2 separate regions of the Hermetia illucens genome follow, and region 1 is linked to region 2. The links are chromatin contacts, called in public Hi-C maps. All regions are on one chromosome and are shown on one strand. The core of a region is the stretch at or near the end of the contact, and the rest is flanking DNA. Distances in the headings are between cores, read along the strand shown.

Region 1 (2,772 bases), core at 215-2,714, 560 kb after region 2:
ATGACACTTCGAGATTCTCTCGTTTTTGAAAAATGGGTCAATTTGCGGAAAGTAAAGAAAACTCTGTGAAAAGTGTTGGAAGATCGATTTCAAAACAGGAGTTAGTTAAATTAAAGGCCGTTTCGAGTCAGTACTTACGGCAACAGGGTAATGAAAATGGCAGATCCAAAAGAGTAAAGTTCAGGAAACAAAAAAAGAGGTACAATAAGTTGTATCATCTTTTGTTATTCAATTTGAAGATGAAGTTTAAAAAATATAAAAAAGGTAGACGACATCCAAAATGGAGACATTCGGAAAATGGGAAATTCATATAAAAAAAACAACGAAATGAAGATCAGAAGTAATTTGAGAATGATAGCACCACTGAAAAAAGAAAAATTATTAATTTTATCTGCTCATGTAACGTTTATGTTATTTATTGAATATGAACGTGATTGATTGGTTTTATTATCAATGAACTTTGCTAACTTTCCTTTAAATTTCTAAACGTGAGGTGTTCCATTATTTGAATGCAGCATTCGATTTACTAACAATAAATTTTAGACATGACTTGATTTTTATCGCAGTATTAACACATCTGTGATCATTTCACCTAAATCAAATTTTGAAATCGAATATCTCTGAGGCTTTTCTACCGATTTTCATAGATATTGACTTTATTCATAAATAGAGGTATAAGATGTTTATTAAATTTCACTCCACATTGTATCAGTCCAAGTGACGTCATCGGGAATTTGACGACGTTCATTTTGATATTACCTCATCTAGTCTGTATACAATGATCGCGAGCGTTATGTCAGTTTTTGATCACCTTCGCATTGTGATTTAAAAACATGGCGCCAAAATGTCAAATCAGCTGTGGAACAAACAGAATATTCCATTAAATCACATTGCATACAATACACACACTTCCTCAAAATTCCCTTTTGACAGGTAACGCTTTCAAATCAAAGGGCACGTCCACAGTAGATCTACTATAAGCAGTATCAACACTAAATGACCCGACTTGCGAATGAGCTGCAGAAACTTATCCGTACGCATCAGAGACGCTTAACAAGGAAAAGGCATAATATTCGTTAAATCGCATTGGTAAGAGAGAGATCGGTGAGCTTTTGCTATTCTGGTATTACTGCCGTGCTCATCCATATAGCAAACAGTTGTTTCTCGTATTCACTTTATACATAACGAAAAACTTGCCGATCTCACTAATACATTGGCAAGTCCGGGCGTTATATCAAACACAGCTGATCGGATTTTCGTTACATCTCTCTCATGCTCAAAGGTAAAACAACTTGAAATCAGCGTACTCACGCTGATTTTTTCCGCCCTTGAGGGGCATGGAGGAGTGTGGTAGCTGTCTAGTATCTAACTGTGGGCACGACTTTCAACGCGCTCGTCGCGACCCCTCGAGGCTCGCGAGTGAACGCAGCTCTTGTTTAGACTGTGTATACAAGGTTGACGGTAGACACACCTAATATTGGTGAATTGTAGTTCCTCATGTTTTTGCCTCTACGCTGCTGTCACTCAAAACAAATATTTTGTTTGGGATTTGGTTCGGTAGGATTGTGTCGGCGGCCGTTTTCTTGGAATATTATCAGTTACAGTTTATAGAGTAAGTATGGAGCAAATTTTGATTTCATATGTTTATGTACAATAACAAGATAATAATTATTGAATGTTAAAAATGTGGCCCATCGCGTAAAAGTTGAAAGATTCGACTCTGCACCTGTTGAGTGCGTTAAATTCTTGATGGGAAATACCTGCACAATAGATGATTAAAAAGTGTACATTTATGTGGCCAGAGGAGTATTTCATTTGCTAATTGGCGCTCTCTTGGTACTTCAAGAGTGGACGAAATTACAAAAGGGTGTCTGTTAAAACATTTGCTAATAAAACGCTAGTCAAGTTACTTTAATTCAGTAGCAAGGGTCCGAACTTTTTCCCGTCACATCAAGTAGGGTTAAAGGGGGCAAATACTCCCGAATTCTAAAGATTTGATATCGTCAGAAAACAATGATTCAGTGAACTCACGGCTTGTCATTGCCTGCCCAAGTGTGGGGCGTACTGTGTAAAACGGACACCAGTACGTGACGAAGATAGGTGATAGGGTAGGGAAACATGGTGAATGTAAGCATCTAAGTGCAGATCTACTGAAGTGTGGTGTTGAACGCTTGCATACTTCTGTGGGCAATACGGTCCTTTTGAGCATTTTAGTTCATCTCATCTTATGTACAAAATCGGATGTCTTGTACATGGTGCTTTAGAATCGCACCAAGATCGATACACTATGCCCCTTTAAAAAAAATGGTCACGATTACGGTTTCTGTCGCCCCCCAATTTGATGATGGATTCTGGTACAATGGCCCAAAATAAGACGAAAGTAAAAAGGAAACAATTTCGAAATCCCTTTTCGTTTTCGGAATATCAAAGGTTGAAACTCTCGAATTGACCCATATTCGAAACTTGTAATTCGTTACGCTTTTGATGTGCCCGCGATTTGATGACGAATTCGGGCAAAATGGAATATTGAAAACTTTGAAATATATTAGTTTCTCGTCATATTGAATGTCAGTTCGTTCACTGCCATTGTATGTAACAACTTAATAAATTCTTTTGTTAAAAATATAGCCTAAAAGACTGGAAGGTAGCTATGATTTTGTTGAAAATCCAACTCATTCCTATTTATTTTCATGGAAATTTACTGTACTCTCACGACATCATGCTATGTAAGTATCACTTTGTAATAACTAGCTTCACAACACAAGAAAATCA
Region 2 (3,027 bases), core at 236-2,735:
ATTCTCAATACATTGAGTGAAATTTGTAAGTTTAAGATTTAAGAAGAGCAATAATTAAAGGCAATTAAACGCACACAAGTTAGGACTATTGGTGTCCATTTTAACAAATAGTTCTGCTTTCCAAAAAATATATGCTGCATACGCCATTATTACTTACCTTTCATCTTTAAGTAGGCTTTCAGTAAGCGCTAACCGAATACGTACGACTTTCATACTCTGTAGAGGAAAGAGGCGGCAGAATGGTTCCAGAAATCTTGGTTGCCAACAGTATTGAGGATATGAGCTGCATTGATTCCATAATCGTACATTATGTTGAAATAAATACGGATGATCTTTGCCGTACGCCAGATAATCATGCATATCTGTATAGTTACAGTTCAAAAGATTTTTCAAATTTAATACTGCAACATCTTGCATGGGCGGCCCACGGATTTGCACAATATCGAAATTCAAAAGCGGCTCATAGTGATAGTAATTTCCTGGCATTGCATTCAAAATATCTCCAAGAAATGTGGATCCTGACCGCCAGGTGGTAATGATAACACTTCGAACGGGCTTTGCCACCAGTCTCAGGTGTCATGTCAGACAACTTTTCTGCGTCGACCCCAAAACGGCCACAAGGATAGTCGAAATTCTCCATCTCCCTTGCAATGCGGGCACGTTGCAGGGTCAAAATATCGCCGATTGTAGCTGTTTCATTAACAACCTGTGTTGAATAGCCAGCGGAATCCGGAAGCGGAATCCGGTGCTGACTAGCTATCAACAATAGGGCACAAATACTGCTGACGGCACATATTCCAATCATATTCATACGCCGCGACATTTTTCATAATTTTTTATCACTTGGACACTTTTCTGATATAGTTCCATAACATTTTATGATCATTAACTTTATCAGTTAATTGAAGATTTTCTATTTAAAGTTCATGGTAAAACCACTAGCACTACCAGTCCACTACAAATAAACTAATGTCCATTCTAATTGCTATGAAATACAATGGCTACACCACTTTTCTTTCAGCGATTTAACCCAAGTTATGCACACATTTTCTTTGACAAACGTCAATTTCATCAACAAATTTCTCATCTCATTTTCCAGTCTTTTCCATTCAAACGACCGGTGTTGCCGGAAGCAACAACTTCATGACACCAATAAAATGATAGTAAGGTTTAGTACTTTCTAACACTTTTTAGAGTCATTAAAATCATATTACGTAGGAGTCTATATATTTCTATATAACAGCAAATTGTATTAGATGTTATGTGTCACAAAAATGGATAAATATGTGAAAAAGAAAATGTTAACCATATTCCCTGACTCCGTTTGAAACTACAGCGTGACTATTGCAAAGTTGGGAAATAAACATCAAAAAAGTTTGTATCCAGTCAGTCAGTGCTTGATTGTTGAAGGGACTATTTCTGGCACAGATTATCTAATTGAAGTATCTTATTTTTTTAAACGAAATTACATGTTCTCGAGATATTTTAGAGACAAAAAAAACAAACAAACTCACTATCATTTTACATTTAGAGACAAAAAGCGAACAAACTCACTATCATTTACTCAAAAAACCGAAGAATGTCAAAACATGGCACCCCGTATTAAGGAACTGTCTAAAGAATTCGAAGAATTAACAAGCCGGGAAACCAGAAGTTGGACACTTCAGGTATGAAAGATTTTGTATATTTCTTATATAAAAACATTCGAGTGAACATTTGTCCCATTGGTATCTAGCACGTAATATATAAACCTATATTATGTCAGAATATCCACTTTTACGTGGTATTGATATTCAAAACCTTAGAATTTGCGCTGAAGAGACAACTTTGACCTATTATAACTTGGTTAATAATGGTGCGCTTTCTAGCGAACTTGGTAGGATCATGCTCTATATTACTGCTCTTCTAGAATGAACATAAGGGGGTTTTGCGGTCAACGACTAAAAAATAGACCAATATGCTATTATTAACGATATTGGAACAGACATCATTATAGAAGGTTTTTCGGGGCCTAAGCACCATATAGTGGCTACCTGGTGATTTTTTTTTAAATTTTTCGTTTGGGTAGATTCTGAGAATGGGTCGATGAAAGAAATGACCATTTTTAGCGCCCGCCGTCTTTCCTTGTGTACTAAATGACAAAAGTGAGACCAGCAAATTTCGTTTTTATAAGAAGAACTTGAGGAGGGTCTCCAGCCAATTACCAAAAATTATAGTAATGTACTATTATTAATTTTATTGGGACAGGTATCGGTATGGAAGGTATTTCGGAGCCTAGGCGCCATACAGTCGCAGCTCTTTGATTTTTTCCGATTTTTGGGTTGAATAGTTTCTAAGAATGGGTCCGTGAAAGAAATGAACACTTTCGACCCCTCGCACTCCCCACCTTTTCAAAAAATGTCGGATGTAATCGCGAGGTATTTAAATTCCCATCCAGCGTATCAAGCCACCGTTGTTTCGGCCGGCCTTTTGGTTGCTTACCATTGACTTCGATGTTCAGACCAATATTGGTAAATTAATTCTCGTTAGCGTGAAGTACGTGACCACAACCACAGTAGATATACTATAGGCAGTACCCTTACAAAAATGACCCCACTTGCAAATGTGCTTGCAGAAGCTTATCTGTACACATCAGAGACGCTAAACAAGGAAAAGGCATAATCTTCGTCAAATCGTATTGGTAAGAGAGAGATCGGTGAGCGTTTGCTATTCTCGTACTACGGCGTGCTCACCCATATAGCAAAAAGTTGGTTCACGTATTTACTTATACATAAGCAAAAACTTGCCAATCCCACCAATACATTGGCAAGTCCGGGCGGTATGTCAAACACAGCTGATCGGGTTTTCGGTACATCTCGCTCATGCTCAAGGGCAAAACAATTTGAAATCGTGTGTACTCGCACTGATTTCCCCCCTTGAGGGGCAAGGGGGAGTGAGGTAGCTGTCTAGTATCTAACTGTGACCACAACATCGAAAACGCCGCACTCGCAGTTTTTCCACGATCGGTGCAACCCCATATCGATCGCG

The links. Hi-C and Micro-C count contacts between places; a contact is called where the count stands out from the background.
Region 1: a Hi-C map of whole body shows a contact between it and region 2, with 2.7 times the contacts expected there. The contact joins the promoter of LOC119652876 here to the promoter of LOC119651493 in region 2. A contact is called at or near these places in 2 of 2 Hi-C or Micro-C datasets (an unstated tissue and whole body).

Annotation. Positions count from the first base shown.
Region 1 is chr3:110,102,451-110,105,222 of iHerIll2.2.curated.20191125, forward strand. It overlaps LOC119652876 (lethal(2) giant larvae protein), which reads left to right and starts at 1,465. Exons shown (of 12, transcript XM_038057237.1): 1 at 1,465-1,612.
Region 2 is chr3:109,542,507-109,545,533 of iHerIll2.2.curated.20191125, forward strand. It overlaps LOC119651493 (carbohydrate sulfotransferase 1-like), which reads right to left and starts at 1,486. Exons shown (of 5, transcript XM_038055107.1): 1 at 560-1,486; 2 at 158-558. The coding sequence starts at 823.